2 separate regions of the Columba livia genome follow, and region 1 is linked to region 2. Evidence: chromatin contacts called from public Hi-C data. All regions are on one chromosome and are shown on one strand. Each heading gives the region's core, a stretch centred on a gene start, on an enhancer-like site or on the middle of the called end of the contact. The rest is flanking DNA. Distances are from core to core; before and after follow the strand shown. Region 1 holds the start of CPOX (coproporphyrinogen oxidase). Region 2 overlaps ST3GAL6 (ST3 beta-galactoside alpha-2,3-sialyltransferase 6).

Region 1 (3,317 bases), core at 476-2,975, 79 kb before region 2:
CATGAGGGTTCTTTGGATGGATAACAGAGCTCACACCCATGGCACAAAAAGGCAGTTTCCCTAGATAAAGAGATGCATAGAAAACCTTCAGTTTTTCGAATAACTTCCTTAGGTTCCAAGCTATTGTTCTGCTACAAGAAAATTTCTCGTGTTGGGTCACCATAATTATTAACCAATTTGCAATCTGCTTCTCATCCACACACTTCTTTGCACCTAACTAAATGCTTTTTTTGGTATTTGTCATAAAATGCAACAACATAGAATCATAGAATAGTTTGGGTTGGAAGAGACCTTCAGAGCTCATCTAGTCCAACCCCCCTGCAATGAGCAGGGACATCTTCAGCTACATCAGGTTGCTCAGAGCCCCGTCCAGCCTGGCCTGGAATGTCTCCAGGCACGGGGCATCCACTGCCTTGCTGGGCAACCTGTGCCAGTGTTTCACTACCCTCATTGTCAAAAATTTATTTCTCATGTCTAGCCTGACATGAGCACCCACTAGATGATGATCGCTTAAAACACAAGGCACTGCTAAGGCTTCCCACCACCCCCAGTCCTCACAGTTATCCTTTGCTACACACATGTGGTTTGAATAGTCACAGAATCACAGAATGTTAGGGATTGGAAGGGACCTTGAAAGATTATCTAGTCCAATCTCATCTTTGGCCTTCAGGTCTTTCTGGTTTTCTCTGTCCACCCTTTTGGTATATAACTCCTGTGCTGTTTCACTGCTGAGTCAAACTGTCATTGAGAAATAACCTGTGGCTACAGTACATTGCTTAAAGCAGCAAGAGAGCAGGAGAACACCGATACCTAGATTTTTAGAGGTATGAGAGTCCACCTGCCAAGCTGCCTGGTTGTAAACCACCACGATACAAATGAAATCTTCCCTTGAGCGTTGATCAGGCTGCCATTCCTCACCTTCTGCTCAAAGGCCAGACTCTGATGTCAGTACACGCAGGGGAATACTCTCGGGTGAATGCATCCTGTCCCTCCACCCACCTCCCCGCCGGACCCCTTACCGTCTTTGGCCTTCAGAGACTTCCCCCGGCTTCTCATCTGCCGCGCTGCCTCCTCGGACAGGATCCCGAACACGACGGACACGTTCACACCCGCCTTCTCGAAGACCTCGCCGTCCTGCAGCACGCAGCTGATGCCGCCTCCGCCTGCCAACGCCAGGGTCACCCCGCGCCGGAGCTACCGCCCCCCGGGGTGCCCGAGCCCGGGGTGACCCCCGCGGCCCCCCCCGTACCTTCCTTCCTCTCCCAGGTGTCGACGGCGAAGGAGGCGCCCGGGTCCAGCGCGGCCAGGGCGCGGCACATCTCCCCCTGCGTCTCCATGATGAGCAGCTCCATGCGGCTCCGCAGCTCCCGCCGCCGCCGCCGCAGCTCCCGCAGCCCGCTCACCGGCGGCGCCATGAACCTTTGCCGCAGCTCTTCTTCCTCCTTCTCATCCTCGTCCTTCTCGGACGCCGCCATCGCGGCCTGCTGCCGCCGCCACAGTCCCAGCCCCAGCCCGCCCAGCGACCCCGCGGCCGCCAGCGCCGCCCGCCGCCAGCCCTGGCCCGCCTCCAGTCCCGGAGGTGCGGAGCCCAGCGCTCGCCGGCCCGCCGCGGCGGCCAGGGCCAGGGCCAGGGCGGGCGAGCCGCAGGCGGCGCGGGTGGCCCCGCGGAACAGCTGAGCGGCTGCCGCCATGACGGACACCAGCGCCGCACTGCCGGCGGGGCGGGCCGCGACCGGGCCGGGCGGAGCGGGGGCCGAGGCGGGGCCATGCCGTCCGCGCGGTGTATAAATATGTGTATGTAGATGTATATGTGTCTGTACAGGAGGGGCTGTCCCAGCTGGGTGCCCCGGGGCCGACTGCCGGTCCCCGGAGCTGGGGTGGCACCGGGCTGCCCGCCCCCTGTGGATGCTGCGGCCGGGAGAGGCAGCGGCGGGGGGAAGGCTCGGGCGTCGCAGCCCGGCCGGTGCGGCTTTGGGAGAGGGGGCTGCTGTCCTTGCGCCCGTAAAACATTTCTGCGCACTAGTGTCAAATAACCCGGTTTCGTCAATGCAGCTGCTTGAGACTGCGGAATCATGTGAATAAAAGGCTTGTACAGGGCCAGACATGGCTGAAGTAGGAGTAAGGGTGTATTTTCTTGAGCTGTCCTGTGAACCAAGTGGAATTGCTCACCTGTGTACGGCATTGCTGGTTTTATACTTGCAGTAATGATTTTTTTTAGAATCTGACCAGTTTGTGGTACTGCCAGTTTAGTGCAATGGAAGTGTTTCCCATGGATTTGAGAGGGCACATGCTTATGCCTTCTTTGCTCTTTCCAAAGTTAAAGCACTGTGTGTATTTGTTTGTTTGTTCCCTAGTAAAATAAGAATTCAGAGTAATAAGGAGAAGGGTTATGTAGAGCCAGATGTTGAAAGGTACTGCACAGCACCAACTTACAGTTCAGAGTTTGATTTTCTTGGTGCTGGTGTTGGCACCAGATCTGTTAAACTGATTATCTGTTTCCTCAACTGCCTCGACATCAGCTGTATCAACAGTGGGACAGTACAACAAACCAGCTAACACAATGACAAAAGGCTTTAGCAAACAAATAAAACAACAATTTTCCCCGAGCAAACGCATCACCCTGTAGTCATTGATGATGGTGCTGTGCTGAGCCGAGCTATGAGAATTTGCTTTTAAATCAAACAGCTGGTTTACGATTTTTTTTTTTATAAGCATGTTCGTATTTTCCAATAAGTAAAGACGTTTATTAAACTCCTCATTGGTTAAGGGCCTGTATGAGCATTAGGATGATAAAAATAACAGCTACCTCTGAAGCCCAGCTGTGCAAGGTTTGTACTTTGGTACGGGACTGTGCTTTGGAAACAGTGAGCTTCTAGCATTTTAGGACTGTTTTGCACCTACAGTACCCAAGAGGAGATCAGTTTCAAGGGTGGTTCCATGGAAGGCAAGATTTGTCCCAAATATGGATCAGGGCTTCATTGTCTGTCTCTGGTCATTGTAGGGTAATTTGGGGGAAGGGAGGTCTGTGTAAAGCAGTAACTTTCACTCAAAGGTTTAGTCCATTTCCTCATTTCTGTTCTAATACTGCTCTTTGGCAGCAGAGGATGCTGTGAAGCTGCCGAAACTCTGCAATTAAGAAGGGCAGGCAACCTGTGAGCTGGATTCTCTTCTGCCATCAGCTGGAGGACAGGATCCCTGATGAGCCAGGAGACCTGGGTCACTGGTGACAGTAGTGAGGGAAGGAGCATGTAGTTGTTTGCATGAGAGATCTGTGGCTGAGGGAGAAGGGCACTACCATCTTAGTGGCTGTGGTAAGC
Region 2 (3,528 bases), core at 465-2,964:
GGCGTTTAGATGAGGTTCTTAGGGATATGATTTAGTGGCAGAGTTAGGTTAGGGTATGGTTGTACTCAGTGATCCTGAGGGTCTCTTCCAACAGAAGCGATTCTATGATTCAACGTGTCTTTTAAACACCTCCAGGGATGGTGACTCCACCACTTCCCTGGGCAGCCTCTTCCAAACTTAGTTACTCTGTCACAGTCTTCATTTAAAAAATTTAGGAAAAAATGGATCAGACTGATCTGGGAGAGGAAGGATCACTGGGTGGTCCACCTGCCTTGTGTACAGGTAACACGTGTGCAAGATGCTGCTGTTGGGGATGGGTCAAAGCCTGTGACATCTTGGAGCCCTGAGTGTGCCCCTTGCTGAACATTGTGTTGAACATTGAACAAAGTCTAATTTTTGTTACTTTGCTATCAGTCCTAATGCTCGTTTTAGTAATAGTTTTTCAGTCTTCAAGCACTACCATAAGAAGGTGTATGCAAAGCCTGGAGTTTGATATGCATTTGCAAAAATACTGATAAGGTGGAAATGAATACATGCAATTCTTCAGTTGTAGCTCCTCTTATAAGCTTAAAACTATAGAAAGTGAACCAGATAATATTCATGTTCTTAGGAAACTTTACTTGCCTGTCAACTTGTGCTTTACAAAAAAACCCACCTTGCACTTATTGTCATTGTAGGATAATGACTCAAGGAAGTTCCATGGTTTATTTTTAAGCTATTTCAAGTATTTGGGCTCCATGTAGATCTATTTACTCTTCTTAAAATGAATTTTTTATGTTGACTGGTGTCCCACATTTAAAAACAGCTCTAAATTAGAACTGTTTCAGAAATATAGTGCACAGTTGTTTACTGTGAATGAACAAAGAGTTGGTAGTTGCATTTGTATTTAATGATGACTTCTGACAAAACTTCGAAATATTTCTATCTCTGCCTACCTCGTTTTGCAAACACTTGACTTAGCAGTGTGCCTCCTATTCTGGTCAGTCGCATTGGCAGGAATGGAGCATACAGAGACTGCCTGAGTTCTCCAAAGAATATGCAACACGCTCACCAAGCAAAAACTGCAAGATGGAGACTTAAACACAGCCCTTCTAGCACCTTAGAGCAGAGAGACCTGACCCACCAGCTGTGGAAGTAATTTTTTTAAAAAGGAAACCAAACAAACAAAACCAAACAAACCCACAAAAAAACTCAACATCCAAAAATCCACAAATAAAAGCAAAGACGTATCAGTATCAGGTACACAGTCATAATGCCTGTTCCTATATGCTCTAGACAGTAAAGAATATTGTAACATTATTGAATTGGCTCCTGTGTGACTTGGATCATCTAGTAGCGTGAATGGAGCAATGGGTAATTCTCCAAGATGGTTATTCTCTTCGGTCTTCTCCAGTTTCTGTGTTTGAGCCAAATCAAAAAGCCTTCTGCTCAAGTGACTCATGATTAGCAATCGTGTGATTGTATTCTAAACCGCCTTGGCCAGTGTCCCATATGTGCTTGATCCCTCGGAGTTAGAGGGCGAGTGCACATGATAATTGCTCGTCTACCATGTAACGTGATAAGTAAATGCTGGGCCACTAAACGCTCCTGTTCCTGGATGCACTCTCTGTCCCACAGACAGGTTGGTGTGTGTGCCAGCCGCCGCACAGGAAGGACATGGGTGGAGTGGTCATGGCTGTCTCTGTGTCTCTGTCCTCTGTAGAATGAATAATGGCCCTGTTATAGGGTACGAAGATGATGTTGGAAGGAGGACGACTTTCCGCCTTTCTTACCCGGAATCCATCTTTTCGGATCCGATCCACTATGACCCTAATACGACTGTTGTTCTCATCGTCTTCAAACCACGTGACTTGAAGTGGCTTTGGGAGATACTAAGTGGTCAGAAAATAGTGAGTTTAATTATTCATGCACTTTGGCTCAGCTCCCCACACACCGCTTATGTGAAAATTCCTGGTTTGCTTTTAACCTTAGTCGTCCTAGCTGGGGGGAGCACTGTATCTCCTAGTCAGTCTGCTCAATATCCCTTTCCTGTAAGTGCTTTTGTCCTCTTTCTCACACAATTGATCAGTTCCTTGCCCCAAAGCAGTTTTCCTCTTGGAAATGCCAGTTTATCCTCTTCCTAGTGCTGTTTCATATTCTGACATGCATGCTCCAGCCATTTCCCACATTATTTTATCCTGACCACTTGGTGGAATTGCAGAATAATGTTGGAAGGGGCCTCTCTCTGGAGGTCTTTAGTCCAATACCTTGTTGAAGGAAAGTATGACCAAGTTCAAAGCCATGCCAGGTTCTTAGGGCATCATCCAGGTAAGTTCTGAGTATTTCCAAGGATATTTCTACAAGCTCTGTTTCAGTGCTGCAGCACCCTCACACGAAAAATTTCTCCTTATCCTTTCACTGTGTACTTCTGAGAAGGGTGTCATCCTGTCACTTTTTGTAACCCCCTACCACATAGTTGTAGATGGGCTGAACAAATCCAGCCTCTTCAGACCCTTCTTGTTTGCTCTGTGCTGTGGCCACTCAGATATTTTAGTGGCTGCCTGCTGAACTTGCCCCAGTTCATCGCTCTCTCTTGCACAGGTGGTAGCCCAAAACAGCATTTGTGAGGTCGCAGAAAGGTACAAAGTACTTAAGAATGTCCCATCAAGGGGATGGTACCAGACTTTTCAGTGGTGCCCAACGATGATAGGATGAGGGGCAATGAGCACAGACTGAAGCACAGGAGGATCCATCTGAATATGAGGAGGATCCATCAGAATATGAGAAACTTCTTTACTTTGAGGGTGCCAGAGCACTGGAACAGGCTGCCCAGAGAGGTTGTGGAGTCTCCTTCTCTGTGCAGACATTCAGAACCTGCCTGGACACATTCCTGTGCGATCTGCTCTGGGTGAACCTGCTTTAGCAGGTGTGTTGGACTAAATGATCTCCAGAGGTCCCTTCCAAACCCAACCAGTCTGTGATTTTGTGACTTGACAGAGTAACTTCTGCCTGCCTGTTCTCTATGCTGTTATTATTGTGGCCAAGCACACAGTGTTTACTGCCTTCAGGGCCCACTGCTGGTCTGTGTTGTCCATCAGGAATATTTCTGCAAAGCTGCTTGCCAGCCAGCCAGCCCCAACCTCTGCTGCTGCAGTGGGTTATCCTCTTGCAGGAGCACAATTTGGCACATGTTCATTTGAACTTTGGGAGGTTTAACGCTTCTTCCTCAACCCTCCTGCTCTTGGATTTTACTCTGGTTAGAGTTGCTACAAACCCAGCTGTTTATAATTGTTTAAAAAAATGTCTATTTTCTTGCTGGTTACAGAGTGCTAAAGGCTTTTGGAAGAAACCAGCCCTGAATATGATATACAAATCCAGTCAAATCAGAATTCTTGATCCCAGTATCACCAGAAAAACAGCATATGAATGGCTTCGTTTCCCAACAAGGTTTCCCAAAAAGGAGGTAGGCTTTTTTCTTCTGTACCTTTCAGTTTCATGCAACCAAATGTGTACTTAGAGGTAATTATCTCTTCATTATAGTAGACTATG

The links. Hi-C and Micro-C count contacts between places; a contact is called where the count stands out from the background.
Region 1: a Hi-C map of crop shows a contact between it and region 2, with 2.1 times the contacts expected there. The contact joins the promoter of CPOX here to the enhancer-like site in region 2. A contact is called at or near these places in 2 of 2 Hi-C or Micro-C datasets (crop and liver).

The regions. Positions count from the first base shown.
Region 1 is chr1:73,297,509-73,300,825 of bColLiv1.pat.W.v2, reverse strand. CPOX (coproporphyrinogen oxidase) reads right to left here and starts at 1,725. Exons shown (of 7, transcript XM_065062616.1): 1 at 1,250-1,725; 2 at 1,020-1,163; 3 at 1-60. The coding sequence starts at 1,691.
Region 2 is chr1:73,218,172-73,221,699 of bColLiv1.pat.W.v2, reverse strand. ST3GAL6 (ST3 beta-galactoside alpha-2,3-sialyltransferase 6) reads left to right here. Exons shown (of 12, transcript XM_065062518.1): 9 at 1,703-1,889; 10 at 3,305-3,442. Among named protein-coding and RNA genes, the nearest start is that of ST3GAL6, 35 kb to the left of the region's middle. Within about 2 kb of position 1,714, at least 1 of the 3 cell types and tissues checked has an H3K27ac peak away from gene starts, as active enhancers do.